Linked DNA regions of Mus musculus: regions 2, 3, 4 and 5 are each linked to region 1. A link is a contact called in public HiChIP or PLAC-seq and promoter capture Hi-C data. All regions are on one chromosome and are shown on one strand. Each heading gives the region's core, a stretch centred on a gene start, on an enhancer-like site or on the middle of the called end of the contact. The rest is flanking DNA. Distances are from core to core; before and after follow the strand shown.

Evidence for each region. Promoter capture Hi-C pulls out the DNA fragments that hold promoters and counts their contacts. HiChIP or PLAC-seq counts read pairs in DNA pulled down with a chosen protein or histone mark.
Region 2: a contact with region 1 is called in a promoter capture Hi-C map of pre-B cells, with 7 times the contacts expected there. The contact joins the promoter of Pacrg here to the promoter of 1700010I14Rik in region 1. A contact is called at or near these places in 5 of 39 promoter capture datasets (the C10 cell line, cranial neural crest, hippocampal neurons and 2 more), 1 of 484 Hi-C or Micro-C datasets (CD4 T cells), 1 of 115 datasets of contacts at active chromatin or transcription factors (astrocytes) and 1 of 9 other capture datasets (liver).
Region 3: a contact with region 1 is called in an H3K27ac HiChIP or PLAC-seq map of embryonic stem cells, with 4 times the contacts expected there. The contact joins the enhancer-like site here to the promoter of 1700010I14Rik in region 1. A contact is called at or near these places in 4 of 39 promoter capture datasets (frontonasal cranial neural crest, hippocampal neurons, liver and 1 more) and 3 of 115 datasets of contacts at active chromatin or transcription factors (astrocytes and embryonic stem cells).
Region 4: a promoter capture Hi-C map of liver shows a contact between it and region 1, with 3 times the contacts expected there. The contact joins the enhancer-like site here to the promoter of 1700010I14Rik in region 1. A contact is called at or near these places in 3 of 39 promoter capture datasets (cranial neural crest, liver and maxillary cranial neural crest), 1 of 484 Hi-C or Micro-C datasets (CD4 T cells) and 4 of 115 datasets of contacts at active chromatin or transcription factors (astrocytes, embryonic stem cells, large pre-B cells and 1 more).
Region 5: a contact with region 1 is called in a promoter capture Hi-C map of pre-B cells, with 2.9 times the contacts expected there. The contact joins the promoter of Tagap here to the promoter of 1700010I14Rik in region 1. A contact is called at or near these places in 3 of 39 promoter capture datasets (the C10 cell line, the HPC-7 cell line and pre-B cells).

What each region holds. Positions count from the first base shown.
Region 1 is chr17:8,987,028-8,989,643 of GRCm38.p6, reverse strand. 1700010I14Rik (RIKEN cDNA 1700010I14 gene) reads right to left here and starts at 1,311. Exons shown (of 10, transcript NM_025851.3): 1 at 1,223-1,311. The coding sequence starts at 1,247.
Region 2 is chr17:10,838,860-10,841,475 of GRCm38.p6, reverse strand. It overlaps Pacrg (PARK2 co-regulated), which reads left to right and starts at 1,285. Exons shown (of 5, transcript NM_027032.2): 1 at 1,285-1,715. The coding sequence starts at 1,608. Prkn (parkin RBR E3 ubiquitin protein ligase) reads right to left here and starts at 1,117. Exons shown (of 12, transcript NM_016694.4): 1 at 987-1,117. The coding sequence starts at 993.
Region 3 is chr17:10,376,420-10,379,035 of GRCm38.p6, reverse strand. No RefSeq gene overlaps it. Among named protein-coding and RNA genes, the nearest start is that of Gm39565, 6.2 kb to the right of the region's middle. Within about 2 kb of position 1,330, at least 49 of the 459 cell types and tissues checked have an H3K27ac peak or open chromatin away from gene starts, as enhancers often do. A contact at or near this core is called in embryonic stem cells, where this site is marked.
Region 4 is chr17:10,334,101-10,336,716 of GRCm38.p6, reverse strand. No RefSeq gene overlaps it. Among named protein-coding and RNA genes, the nearest start is that of 1700110C19Rik, 11 kb to the right of the region's middle. RefSeq lists an enhancer at 1-2,616. Within about 2 kb of position 1,291, at least 204 of the 459 cell types and tissues checked have an H3K27ac peak or open chromatin away from gene starts, as enhancers often do. A contact at or near this core is called in astrocytes, embryonic stem cells, liver and 1 more, where this site is marked.
Region 5 is chr17:7,924,704-7,927,319 of GRCm38.p6, reverse strand. It overlaps Tagap (T cell activation Rho GTPase activating protein), which reads right to left and starts at 1,320. Exons shown (of 10, transcript NM_145968.2): 1 at 1,212-1,320; 2 at 384-464; 3 at 241-294. The coding sequence starts at 410. All of the region lies in intron 4 of Gm1604a (predicted gene 1604A), which reads left to right.

The DNA of each region.
Region 1 (2,616 bases), core at 62-2,561:
TGATAATCAAAATTAACTATCCCCTTGGTGTCTGTGTTGTAGGGTTTTATAGGGGGGATACCTCTCTCCAAGGTACTGACCAACACACACATGCACACCATACATGCAAAAACTAGACCAGCCTCAGAAGGGTCATAAAAGTCCAGGTTCAGGAAGCTCTACAGATACTGGTCTCCAATGTACCTCAGCAGACATGAGCCACATGCTTACTCTAATGACAAGAGACCATGTCTCCCAGCAGATGTCCTGCCAATGGCCTGGCTCTGAGCCTTGTGTGTGTTGAGTGTCTAGCATGCGGGCTGACCTGGCTAAGCACAACTGAGGCTGTTACCAGTTAGCCTCGTCACTCTCAAGGGACATCTGCAGTGTTGTCAGTGTCCCATCAATGTCAATGACCTCCACATCACTGCATGTGGATATGGGGGTTGGCTGTGCACTAGGACAGTAGACTTGCAACCTGTTGCTCTAGCAATATTCCCTGAGTGAACTCTGCCTCTCAATACTGGTGGTGTCACTTAGAGCTAGACTGTTAGGTTGTTAGATTTATTACATGTGAGCTGTTCCCTACTTTTATTATGTGTGGACAATCATCTATGTATTCGAAACAGACACCTGCTTGCCTGCCTGCCTCTCTGACCTGTAAGTCACATACCAAGAGAGCGGTGTGGTACAGGAAGTTTTGCAAAACTCTCAGCTTCAAAACAAAAAGCACTGAACGAGTATGGTGAGCCCCTCCATCCCTTTCCCTCCAAGGTACTTTTACACACACACACTCCATACGCCTTTACACACATCCTATAACACACATACCAAGGTGATAGTTACTTTTGATTATCAGTCTGACACAAAATAGAATCCAGGAAGGAACTCTCAAAAGAAATTGTCTAGATGAAGTTGTCCTGTGGCCATGACCTGAGGGGTTTTCTTAAATGGGCTGAGGTGGGAAGACCCACTCTGTTTCCTGGCGGGGTCCTGGAGCTGAGTGGAGAAATGGTGCGCGTGTGTTCTTTGCTCTCTGTTTCCGGTTGAGGACAGAAGTAGCCAGCTTCCTTAAGCTTCTGAAAGGTCTGAGTCGCTGGGTCCAAGCAAACCCTCCTGATCCAGGAGCTGACTTCCTGCCACCAGAAAGGTTTTTACTTTCAAAACCACTTCTGAGAAACCAGCTTTCCTGGACAAACATCAACCGGGTCAAAACCCACAAAAATAGAGGCAGACCACTTACAGTCAGGTTCCTGATCCTCAGCCATTGCCCCTCTGGTCGGCTCGCTGCCAACGGAAGCTGCAGTTGCCAACGGAAGCTGCAGTTGCCAACGGAAGCTGCAGTTGCCATGGAAACAGTAAATATTCCTAGCCCCTCCCCCTCAGTGTAACTCTGGCGCCCGGCCACAGGGTGGCAGAATAACAGAATAGCCAGGAGTCTGCCACCTTCCCCAGCCAGGTCTGGGAGCCCTGGAGGGATGCTCACTGGTTTTACTTTGCAAAACAAAACTAGGCAAGATTCATTACAGAGCATGGGACAAAAGATAACTGGTGTCCCCAGTGAATGTGCCCCCGCTGCAGTCCTTGGTTCTAGACGCAAGAACCAGAGCACACGGGATGCTAAAGAGGAGGGCTGAGGTGTTTCTGGACACGCGATAGGGTCACCAACTCAGATCCTCGAGTTCAGACAGAAAGGGAAGAACTCTGGTTTGCACAAGGCATGTGCTAGTAAGAGCGGCACCTCCCCTACTTCTGGAAAATGTTAATCTCCCCCCCCCCCCCACCCTACGGCCGAAAAAAAAATTCTTCCAAATCATGGCTTATGTCAGCGTAATCATTCTATCCCTTAGGTGACAAAAATCAGAACGTCAAGGGTCAAATATGTGTCGATTCTTAAGAATATAGTAAAACCCATATTCCCTCCTATTGTTTAGTCGTCTATCAAAGTGATTGAAGGAGAAGTATATTCAATTATTATCACTGCAACGACCTGTCAAAACTAAGGTGGATTTTTGTGGAAGCAAATCCCTGGCTCACTGCCCATGTTGTCCCCACGTGGGGGAGGGGGTGGCTCCTGAAGGCAGAGGAATGGAAGGACCAGACACCTGCGTTCACCCAGGGAAGAGTTTTGAGCAGCAATGGCTAAGTGCTATGGAAAGCCAGGAAGAACAGAGTTGCACCTAGTCCCAGGTGACCTATAACCTTAACCTATGACTCGGGCAGTGAATTCTGACCCTTTCAGCCTGGTTTGATATGAAAGGGAACTAGCAACTTTTCCACAGTGCCAGGCTGGAACCCACTCTTCAGAGGCAAACGAATGCCCTACCACCGAGCCACACACCCTGACCCCTTCCCCGTGAGGCTCAGGGCAGAGATGGTGGTGTTGGAGGAGGTAGAGCACATGTACACACAGTCTACCTCTGTCTTGGGTTTCTATTGCTGTCATAAACACTATCACCAAAAGCAACTTGGGAAGGAGGGTGTTTATTTCAGTTTACTCTGACCTTGAAGGAAATTGGAACTCAAACTGGGCAGAAACCTGGAGGCAGGAGCTGATGATGCAGAAGGCCACAGAGGAGTACTGCTTACTGCCTTGCTTCCTGTGGCTTGCTCAGGCTCATTTATTCCACAGTCGGG
Region 2 (2,616 bases), core at 36-2,535, 1.9 Mb before region 1:
GAGGAAGAGAGGAGGGCTGCACACTTGTAACATTACTTTTATGAGTTAAAACAGACTCGGCTACTTTCACCGTGTAACGCATTTACTTCATAAATGCACCTCTCATCCATCTTCTAGACACATCTCAAATAGACCGACTTCAGATGTGCTTAGTGCGATACCTGTCAGGCATATATCACAAACAAGTTCACTACATCTTCAGAACATCACTTGGATGGGGGCGGCGAGTCTACAGTAACGAAACCTCCAAACGGGAATGTGCGCTAAATTATGCATTTATTTCTACTTATCCCGGAGGAGAACCCAAAACGTGGCTTCACATATAACATCTCTGTCAGGGAGGTCCTTTCCAATCTGCCTACTTCACACTGCTTAGAACAACCCTAGTGGCCACTTCCAAAGCTGCACTGGTCAAACTGCACCCAGTCACAAACTGTAGTGGGGGAAAAAGCCATCTTTGCAGTTATCTACTCGGCTAGTCTTTCGTCTCAGATCTCCGAGGACACATTTAAAAAGACAGAACTGAGGTGCGATCTCCACGAGGCAGATGCTTTCCTGAGATTTTCTTTAAGTCCTAGGGTGTGTGAACTCGCCCTGAAGTGAAGGACAGCTTGACCGAAACAGACCTGGGCTGGTCACCCCGTGGAGCGGCAGGGCGAGCCCCGCCGTCGGGGGTCGCAGTGGAGCACGCGGGTGTCCGTGGGGATACAGTCTTCAGCGAGCTAACCTTGGCTAAGGCAGGTTGGAAACTCATACCTAATGCTCTAGCACACACCGGACCAGGCTATGGGCGGGGGGGGGGGGGGGGGCGGGCCGAGGAAGCCCACAGAGCGGACGGAGCGCGGCACGCACGCCTCCGCCGTGACACTGACAGGTGGCTCGGGTCGGCCCCCGAGGATCCCACTCGGACCCGTGGGGTGTGACGTGGTGCCACACACGGACGCGGGGCGGCGCGGAGAGATTGTACCTGGCAGGCACCCACGTACCTATCATGGTCACCGGGCGGGTGGTGGCTGCGGGTCGAGAAGGACCTACGCGGGCACTGGCGCCCGCCCGAGCCTCCCACCAGCGTTTCTGTCAGGTTTAGTCATCCAGGCCTCCTCCCCCTTCCCCTCGCGAGCCAGGCGGGCGCAGTGCGCACGCGCAACCACCCGCCCCTAGCGCGAAGCCTGCTGGGAGGCGTAGTTTTAACCCGTAAGATTCGCCTCCGGCAGCTGCAACTGTCTTCGCTGGTAACCTTTTCCGGAAACGCTCGTCACGGAGGGGCGGGACTAGCGTCTCCTAATGTTGACTAATCGCTTAGCAACCGGGAGGCTTACACCTTTGGAAGCTCTTAGAGACTCTAGCCTCGGATCCCAGCCCTCTTCCCGCCCCTCTCCTCCCCTAAACTCCCTCCACCTTGGTGCTGCCAAACATCTGGATCTCCCTGGGCAGCACGAGGGGTTGAATTTCTACCACTAGAGCCTTTTAGAGTGTTTTCCCGACCCCCTGCTCACTTCTGTAAAAGCCACTGGTTTTTCTTCCACACCTCTGATAAGAACAAGACGTTTTCTAGGAAGAATGTGGTAGAAAAAGAGACCCTGACCTTAAACAAATGCCCAGACAAGATGCCGAAGAGGACTAAACTGCTGCCACAACAGACGTTCCAGGTGCACCAGCCTCGTTCCCTGGTTTCTGAGGGCTTCACAGTCAAAGCCATGATGAAAAACTCAGTCGTAAGTGATCTTCCTCGATTGAACGCACTTGCTCCGAATCAGGGGACATGTGGTTGTAGAGGATGACAAGCCCTGGGTCCTGGTACTGTTTACCAGAACTGGCAATGACTCGGTCAGTAGCAGACTCTGCCCGACAGTGTGCAGAGATGTAGGCTAGGTGGTTAAAGAACCTTTGGGGCAGGCGATGTACTGAGTTAGCGTATAAGCACCTTCTTGAGCAAGTGTGCTTTCTCCACTACCCCAAATTACACTTAAGCTGTTTCACTGGTAAGGGGGAAAAAAATCCTTATCTTTATTGTAAACTTAGTCCACTCAGTACAAGACCTTCTGGAGTGAATGCTCTTAGAAGTCATAGGCTTTCAAAATTTAACACGAACCAGTATGAGACACATAAACTCATCAGTAATATATACTAATTTATCTCATCTGGGACATTTTAGAATGCCTTAGCATTTACTCAGCAACATTCTGACAAAAAAAAAGGTATTAACCTGTTAAAGTATTCAAAAATTACTTATGTGAAGACTGGTTCCTGATAGGCCTTTTAAATACATTTTAAACAATATAAGCTCTATTTCAAGTGTCTCTAATAATACAAGCCCTATTTCATTTTTATGAGTTGTGATAATACAAATAAAATATTCTTAACACGAATAGGGGAAAATATTCAAAGGCACACAAACGGTTTAGCTATATGCCTAATACTGCTTTTCAATCTTCTTGTTTATTAAATACCATATGATTTGGTATGCTAAACCATGTTTGTCTACTGAGTGGGCACCTGTTTAGGAGTGTGAGAGATTTAATACTAAATGTAGTTTTCAATTTTGTACAATTTACACCCTGAGAGGATCTTATTATACAGCAATTCAATATATTAGCTTAATAGTGTTCTTCGTTG
Region 3 (2,616 bases), core at 81-2,580, 1.4 Mb before region 1:
TGGCAAAGCAGACATGCCTGACACCCTCCTCAGCAGGGAGGGGACTGGACAAAGAAGGAGGAATGATAGGGCAGTAGGAAGATGGGGGTTCACAGACTGACATTAAAAACCCGCAAACAGGGTGGGAATGGTACCCCATCCGCAGGGTAGCTTAGTGGGGTAGTTAAAGACACATTCTAGTGGCCAAGCTCCGTGGAGCCGCCTCTCAGAACTACCATTAACTTGGATAAAAACCATAAATTAGCCCAACCATGAATACAAGCATTGCCTACTCCACCCCCTGCTACCCCACCCTGGGGCCTAAAATACTCAGGCAATTCTTGCCAGGTGACTCATGACTTCCTGGGCCCACCCCGTTGGCCTATCGCCCCACCTCCCTGGCAATATATACATGCTGAGGGAATCTCTCTGAGTATTTTTGGGAGACAGCTGTTTGCTCTTCTAGTCAAGAGTCTGAGAGGCACAGGCACAAAGTGGGCTGGACCCAGGAACTGGAGTCAGTAAAAGTGGGCAGAAAACATGGATGTCTGGATGGCCCTGCAGCTTTCTCTGGTTCAGGGAACGGATGGGCAGATGGCAACGTCTCCGTCTGAGGGTGGAGGAGGGCATCTCATTTCTCACCAGAGATTTCAGAGATGAAATGAAGGTGTTCTCTCCCCGGTGTTCAATTCACTGCACAGACATGAGGCAACCCACCTGGAATGTGCTAAAGCTTAGAATCACGGGTGTCTTCAGGCTGTAGAGAAACACCTCCAGACTCTCCTGTCTTCCTAAGGCTGGGATCCCATTCAATCCCGAAATATTAGGTGTTTCTTCACAGGAATTTTAAAAGGGGATGGGATAGAAGGCATTTGATGAAACAAGAGTAACAGATACCAACCTTTCTGATTTGTACTCTGTATTATACACAAACACATTCAAAGAGTCAATGTGGAGACTCATGCCTGCAATCCCAGTACTCAGGAGGGGAGATAGGAGGATCAGAAGTTGAAGACCAGGCTTGGCTACCAGAGAACCAGTTGTATAGTGTTCCCTTTGAATAGAGGAATAAGGGAAGCTTGTAAGACTCAGGAAGTAACTGAAATTTACAAGGATGAGGAAGGAAATTCCAGACAGCACCCAAACTTAGAACATTTACAAGGTTCAACCCCCCAAGGTTACATAAGCAATAACAATGGCTAGGGATGAGGAGTCTCCAGTCTGACCAGCTGCTTGCAAGCCATGCAGGGAGCTCAAGGACATGTCTTCTGTGAGTTGTCACCCAGGCTAGGGTGGGACTTTTCAGAGATACAGCTACCATTATGTCACCTGTACTCCTCTAAGTAATTCCAACATGCACGCTGGTTCACAAAGCTAGAATTAGATAGAACTGTTACTTCGGTCTGCTGCTGGTGCCCTGTCTAGGGTAAGTGAACTTTTAATCACATTTCAACAGGAAAAGTGTTGAGGTTTGATCTGTAGCTGTGTATTGTGATGCTAAATTCTGTACCAGAAGGTCTAGGCCTTTAAGTGAATTCTTACATTTACAAGCTTTTGTTCTGCAAACCTTGTTCCTTAATTTAAAACTGTTGATTAAATAAAACTGGCTATAGCCAATTCCTGGAGGGGTTAGAGGTGGGTGGGTTTTGAGTTACCTGACTTGGGATGAAGAGGAACATTAAGGAAAGAGGAGAGACCAAATGAGGAGGAAGAACAAGGAGAGGAGGAAGCCACCATGAGGGGAAGTGGATCATGAGCATGTAACGTGGCCAGGCGAAACAGCAAGAGACTGGGGTTCACCACTGGTAGGTAGCCAGGCCAGCAGTGAGAAGGGTAGATTAGGGGTGAGCCCCCAGTAATTGTTAAAGCCAAATAAAATAACCATAGTCTGAGTCTCATTTATTTGTAAGCTAGTCGGGGATAAACTTATATTAGTTATACTACAGTAAAGTCACACAACAAAGCCTGACTCAGAATAAAAGCAAAATTCTAAACAGCTTTGCAATAATGAAACCCAGTTAACTTTATTTAATTCAACATTTCCTAAATTTTTTTGTCTGAAATGAGTGTGTGTGTGTGTGTGTGTGTGTGTGTGTGTGTGTGTTTGCAAAACGTGATGGACAGAATAATACCCTTCCTCAGGATGTCCACATCATCAAACCCTAAGCCTGTGAATTATGACACCTATGGATAAGAGGGTCTTTTTGTATGTTTAACCCAAGTGTTATCCTTGCTAGTTGTTGTTTGATGGTTTTGTCGACTTGATGCAAGCTAAGATCATCTGGGAACAGGGAACCTCGATTGAGAAAATGCTTCTATCAGATTAGCCTGGGAACAAGTCTATGGGGGCATTTTCTTAATTAGTGATTGATGTGGGAGGGCTCAGCCCACTGTGGGCAGTGCCTCCCCTGGGCAGGTGGGCCTGGCTTATATTAAAAGGAAGTTGAGAAAGCCATGATGAGCACGACTGTAAGTGATACCTGTCCATCGTTCCTATCTCTGTTCCTGATTGACATTCCTTAATTGACTTCACTCAGTGATTGACAGGGACTGGGACATGCAAGACAAAAGTCAAAAATGAAAAGAAGACCCTTCCATCCGTTTCCTTCTTTTGGTTGTGGTGTGTATCACATAGTA
Region 4 (2,616 bases), core at 42-2,541, 1.3 Mb before region 1:
ACTGGAAAGATCACCGGAGTAGAAGCCACAACGATAGACAACCACAAAGTAGTCGTGTTTACAAACTCAGTCCTATCACCTCACAAAATGGCGACAGAATCTGTACATTCTTTTGATCAAAGCTACGCAATGCTCACTGAAAACATTTACTAAATATTCCTACTAACTCGCACTTTTCCACGAAATGCCCTGGTGCAGAAGCACAAGAAATTCAGTCTTTCTCCTGTGCGGAATGTTTAGGAATCACATAGTCAGGTCTGGGTGACAGGGCAGGGTGGGATCCTGGGGACATGTTTTGAATCTTCCAACATGAAGTCTTAGCTCTCTACAACTGACTTACAGGCTGTCACGGAGCTGCGCAGAGCTTCTAGTGTGTTCAAAAGGAAGCTAGGGCTCAGTTTCTGCTTTGCCTCCCTTTGGCAGAGCTAAAGTTTGGGCCATGACCAGGCCTGAGGTAGGATTTCCTAGTTTTTTTTTTTTTTTTAGCATCCTAGGAAGATAGATGAGCGGAGCCAAGGTTACTTGTTTCTTGCATCCGGAACGAGTGTTTTAAAGTAACAAAACCTTAATCTTTTTGGATATTGAGACCTACAAAGGAAAATAATCAGCATTGTATGGATGACTTCAATAGACTAGCTGCCTGCAGACTCCCCCGCCTGGGAGTGACATTGAGGGAGCCCTCAGATCTCGGTGTCTGGAGACGCGAGCCAATGGGGGCTAGGCAGACGATTCTTTCTGGTGCTTGATGTTCCGGACATTCCGACGTCCCCGGTTCATTTCCAATGTATGAATACATCACTCTTTCTATTAAGATACCACGAAGACCACCTGTTACTACAGGTGATTTACATTCCAAGCTAGAATTATAGATTCCTTTATGCAAACATATTTAGGGAGAGTTCACTTTAAGACGGAATTTAGCTCCCTAATGAAAACAGCGCATAAAGGACCCTAACAGCTTCTGCGAGAGGTCCAGACTCTTAACTGGAGAAAGTGGGGCTTAAAAGAAAATGCGGGTAGGTTCTTTGTCTCCTAGGAAACTCATTTCCGACTTGGGAATCGGGCGAGTTACTCCCCTGCCTCACGCACATTCCTACCCGCTCCAGAGCGCTCCAGCGGGCAAAGATGGAACTCTGTTCTTTCTTTTGTGTAGCCCGACCGTTTGTTTCTCTCCTGACAACAGCTTCTCCTCCCTTCATCCTCCCCGCTTTCTTCCGGGCCTGGGAACTGCGAGGCCAGGAGCTGTGTGGCCGTCCCTTTGCCGGGTTTCGGGTCCCTGTGCGCAGGCACGCATTCATTAGCGCCACAAGAGCACCAGAGTCCCGGACACCTCATAAATATTTAGAGGTTCCCACCACCTTCCAGAGAGCCAGGGGGAGAAAGAGAATTTAGTGTGGAGTTGGTCAGGGTAATATGCATGTGAATCAGAAGTGGGGACAAAGGATGAAAGGTGCTGGAAACTCCAACAAACCCGTGATCCCCGGGGGTCATTCTGCCTGTTCCTGCCCACACTATCCCGGGCCGGCCTTCTTCCTGCGCATGAGCGGACTGAGCCTGTTTCCGAAGACTGTTGGCAAAGGATGTGTGCTCTTTGTTCTGTCCCGCTCTTTCTTAACAGACAGGTTTGCTTTGCCCTCTCCACTGCGCTGGCGGCTGCCTTCTCCTTTGCCACCCACAGAAGTGAGGCATGAAGATCTAGGGGTCTACACTAATACGTAAGGCAAGAAAAGGGAACAGAATGTGGCTGTGTCGGGGAAAACGTGCGCAAAATCAGCCTGTGGGTTAGACACAATACATCGACACTCACTATGGAAGGTTGAAAAACTTCCATAAATGTTCTGTGCACAGAACCCAGAATCCCAAGAGAAAGTCTGCACGCAAACAGCTACCTTGACACCCACACACCCTATGAAGCTTTTAAAAACTATTTTTAAACACTCCTCCTGGCTTTTATTTTGGGAGGTCTGGAGTGCACAGAGCAAGGGAGAGAGCAAAGGCTCAGAGCTCAAGAGAGGAAGCTAGAGCAGTCTTCCTTTCTTCCTAAAGCACTGTCTCACAGGAAGGATGACCAATGGCCTTAAAGCCTGGGAGTGAATACAGGGGCAGTAAAGGATGGATTGGCCAGGCTAGTTTTCATCAGAAAGGAAGAGGATGGCAACATGGAACTAAGCAGCTTTGGGACAAAGACTCCTCTGTGGAAAGGGGGTTGCTTTAACCAGGTAGGAATTTTAAGTCAAAGCCTTGTAATACCTAACAGTGGTTGAGATGAAACACATGGATTATAGGTCTTATGAAGCATCCTGCTTAGTTTGGGGTACACACTATACAGCAATGAGAGCCTGAATAGTTAGCAATAGAAAATAACTTACATCCTAGTTCACATTTTGGAAATACCTGGGATTGCAACTATGTTGCTTTGAACGAAAGTGTACAAATATTACTAGTTAAATCTTACTATTAGGAAACATCGGAGGAAATGTGCTAAATTTCATAAAAACTTCCAATTTGCCCCAGTTCACTACTTACTACAAGAAACCTTCAATCAGATAGAAGCTCACTGAAAATTAAAAGGAATCTGGACAAAGCTGGTAAACTGGTACCTTGCCCTTATAAGCT
Region 5 (2,616 bases), core at 71-2,570, 1.1 Mb after region 1:
ATCTTTCTCCATAAAATGCACATACGGCCTTTTATTCATCTTGAAAATTAAGTCAAATGCATTGATTCTGTATTTTATCTTCTCAGATCAACATTATTTTGGAAGATCTCAATAGACGTGTTTAGTTTATAATCTGATATTCATCTCACACCAATAATTAAATAACCCAAATGAGTAACAAAAGAATGTCTTTTATCTAATTACAGTGCAAATAAAAAGTTTAAAACATTACTTTCTTACCTCTGACTGACATTCAATTAATGTCTCCATGTTGTTAGCATTAAGTGTTTTTGACTAAAAGAGAGGAAAAAGAACATCAGCGAAGGTCCTTCAGCCCCTGTCTGTGGACAAGATGAATGAGTAGGTGCAAAGGACTTACGTACACCATCGAGACTGCTTATCAGCTTCATTGGAATGGAGACTGACAGTCCAAGAGGGGGGTCCACTACCTCGAGGCTTTGATCCTGTGTACAACAAATCATAAATGAAAAGAGTTAGAAAATAGAATAACTAGTCCAGTCAAATTCAAATTTCAAAGTCAGTTTGAAAAAACAAAAAACAAAACAAAACAAAACAAAAAAGGACCCAGAGCTTAAAGCTACTGGATAGAAAAGTGTTCACCTAAAACTGGGCTCCCACTAAGAAGCATCGTTGAGAATCTCATCCAAGTTTTCATTGTGTCTTATTCTATCCAAATGAAATAAAAATTCCTACGACTCCATGAAGCAAGATAACATCAGTCTTTCTTCCTAAATGTCACCTATGATTAAGAACAGCCTCTGAGAAACTTAATCCTAAATTCTTTAAGCCACACGCCTTTACTACTCCCAAACTTTGTTACGAGTTACTAAGTTCCCATCAGGAGAGCCTGAGTACACATTACAACAACCAAGACTTGCTTTTCTGAGTGCTCGCACATACTATATTAAAAGCTCTGCACTCTCATGAAACCCAAGTAAGACAGAAATTTACCTCCAGGACAATATATACAGTGTACAGAAACAAAAGATAACATTTACAGAATCCCTAAGCCCCCAAGCTGGCAGCTGACACACAGCCCCTAGCATTCTCCATTCAGAGTCCTTCTAAGGCTGACACATGTTTCTCAATAGAGCTGTTTTTAGTGGCACTGGCCCCTGACACTTCAGGGACCCAAGACCCTCGACCCACAAGGCAGTTTATGTTTTGTCCTGTTAATCTACAGTACTTACCAGCAACGGTCTTCAGCCAGAGCTCTTTTTACCTCTGGCGAACTGTGGAAAACGGGAGACACAACATGACACTCTGACCCTAGGAGTCCACCCACAGAGACAAGGCACTGGGCCCTCAGCCTCGTGTGCTGAGTGTTATATGTGGCGGGGGCGGGCAGGTGGAAACTCAGAATATTACTGGGGCCGGAAGGAACATCATGGGTTGTTACACAGCCAAAGCCAGCCAGAGACTGCTCTGCTCTCACTTCCTCATTCCTTTTAGGGCAGCGCCGGTTCTTTCCAAGCCTAACCCCCCTAATTCCCACCCCCCCCATTTCAAAGTAAAAATGTCTACAAACTACTAGGAGTGGAAACCATGACATATTGAACATAGGCAGTGGCTCTGGTTGATGTCAAAGGTGGTGTGTGCAGGATGAGAAATTTTATTATTCTGTGTGTAAACATCACTTTCCTTTCTAGTTGTTCCTGCTGGCCCCTCCCTGCTCTGGGTGTCCTGTTTGGGTGCTGTTCCCGGTCACCCACCATCCTCTCCATCCAGGACTAGATATCAATTGGCACATCTAGGTGCAGGGTGTTGCTATAAAACCAGGACGGAGATGGAGGGATGACTTCCCCTCTTTGAAAATTACCCTCGAAAGCTACACCAGTTTCTTTGGAACTAGGGGAATTGCCCATTGAGAAATTCATTTATTTCTCATGTAGAGAACCACTGCCCTAAGTTTATTGTGAAGTACGGAGTCAGTCAGATGGGTACAGATGTGTTCATTTTAGGATCAACAACTTTGTAAAGGGAACAAAAAGCGTCACATGTTTGTCAACATGGTAGCATCTTTGGAAAATCTAGAAGAACACAACGGTTTGAAATGCAGATGCTGCAAATTATATTGCATGTAAAACTGCCCTCCAATCTGGCATCTTCTGTTGTGTCACCTCCTCTTCTTCCTTCGAGATCAAATCAGGTCGTGTGTGTGTGTGTGTGTGTGTGTGTGTGTGTACATGTGCGTGTGCGTGTGCGTGTGTGTGTGTGTGTATTGGCATCCCACCTCAGAGCTATGGCTTTGAACATTCCACGGATAATTTGATGTTTGGCTCTGTAGTATTCCACAGAATTGTCTAAGACGTTATGTTTTTGGAGCTGGAGATTAAAACCTGCCCCTCAGAACACACTCTGCCTCTGAGCTGCACCCCAATCCAGGATTGGTGTTGGGCTTCTCTAATGTCAAGGACACTGCTACTTTGGAGAAAGCCTTCTCTCCTCACCAGACAGAAGGCTCTCTCGATGATGTGAAAATGGAGCCCACTTTACAAGGTTTTTCATCTTAATTCTGAGCCGTCTTCTGAGTTATAGAACTCTTAGCCTGAGCATCTGCAGCATCCCCCAAAAAAACAGCTCAAACTTTTCTTG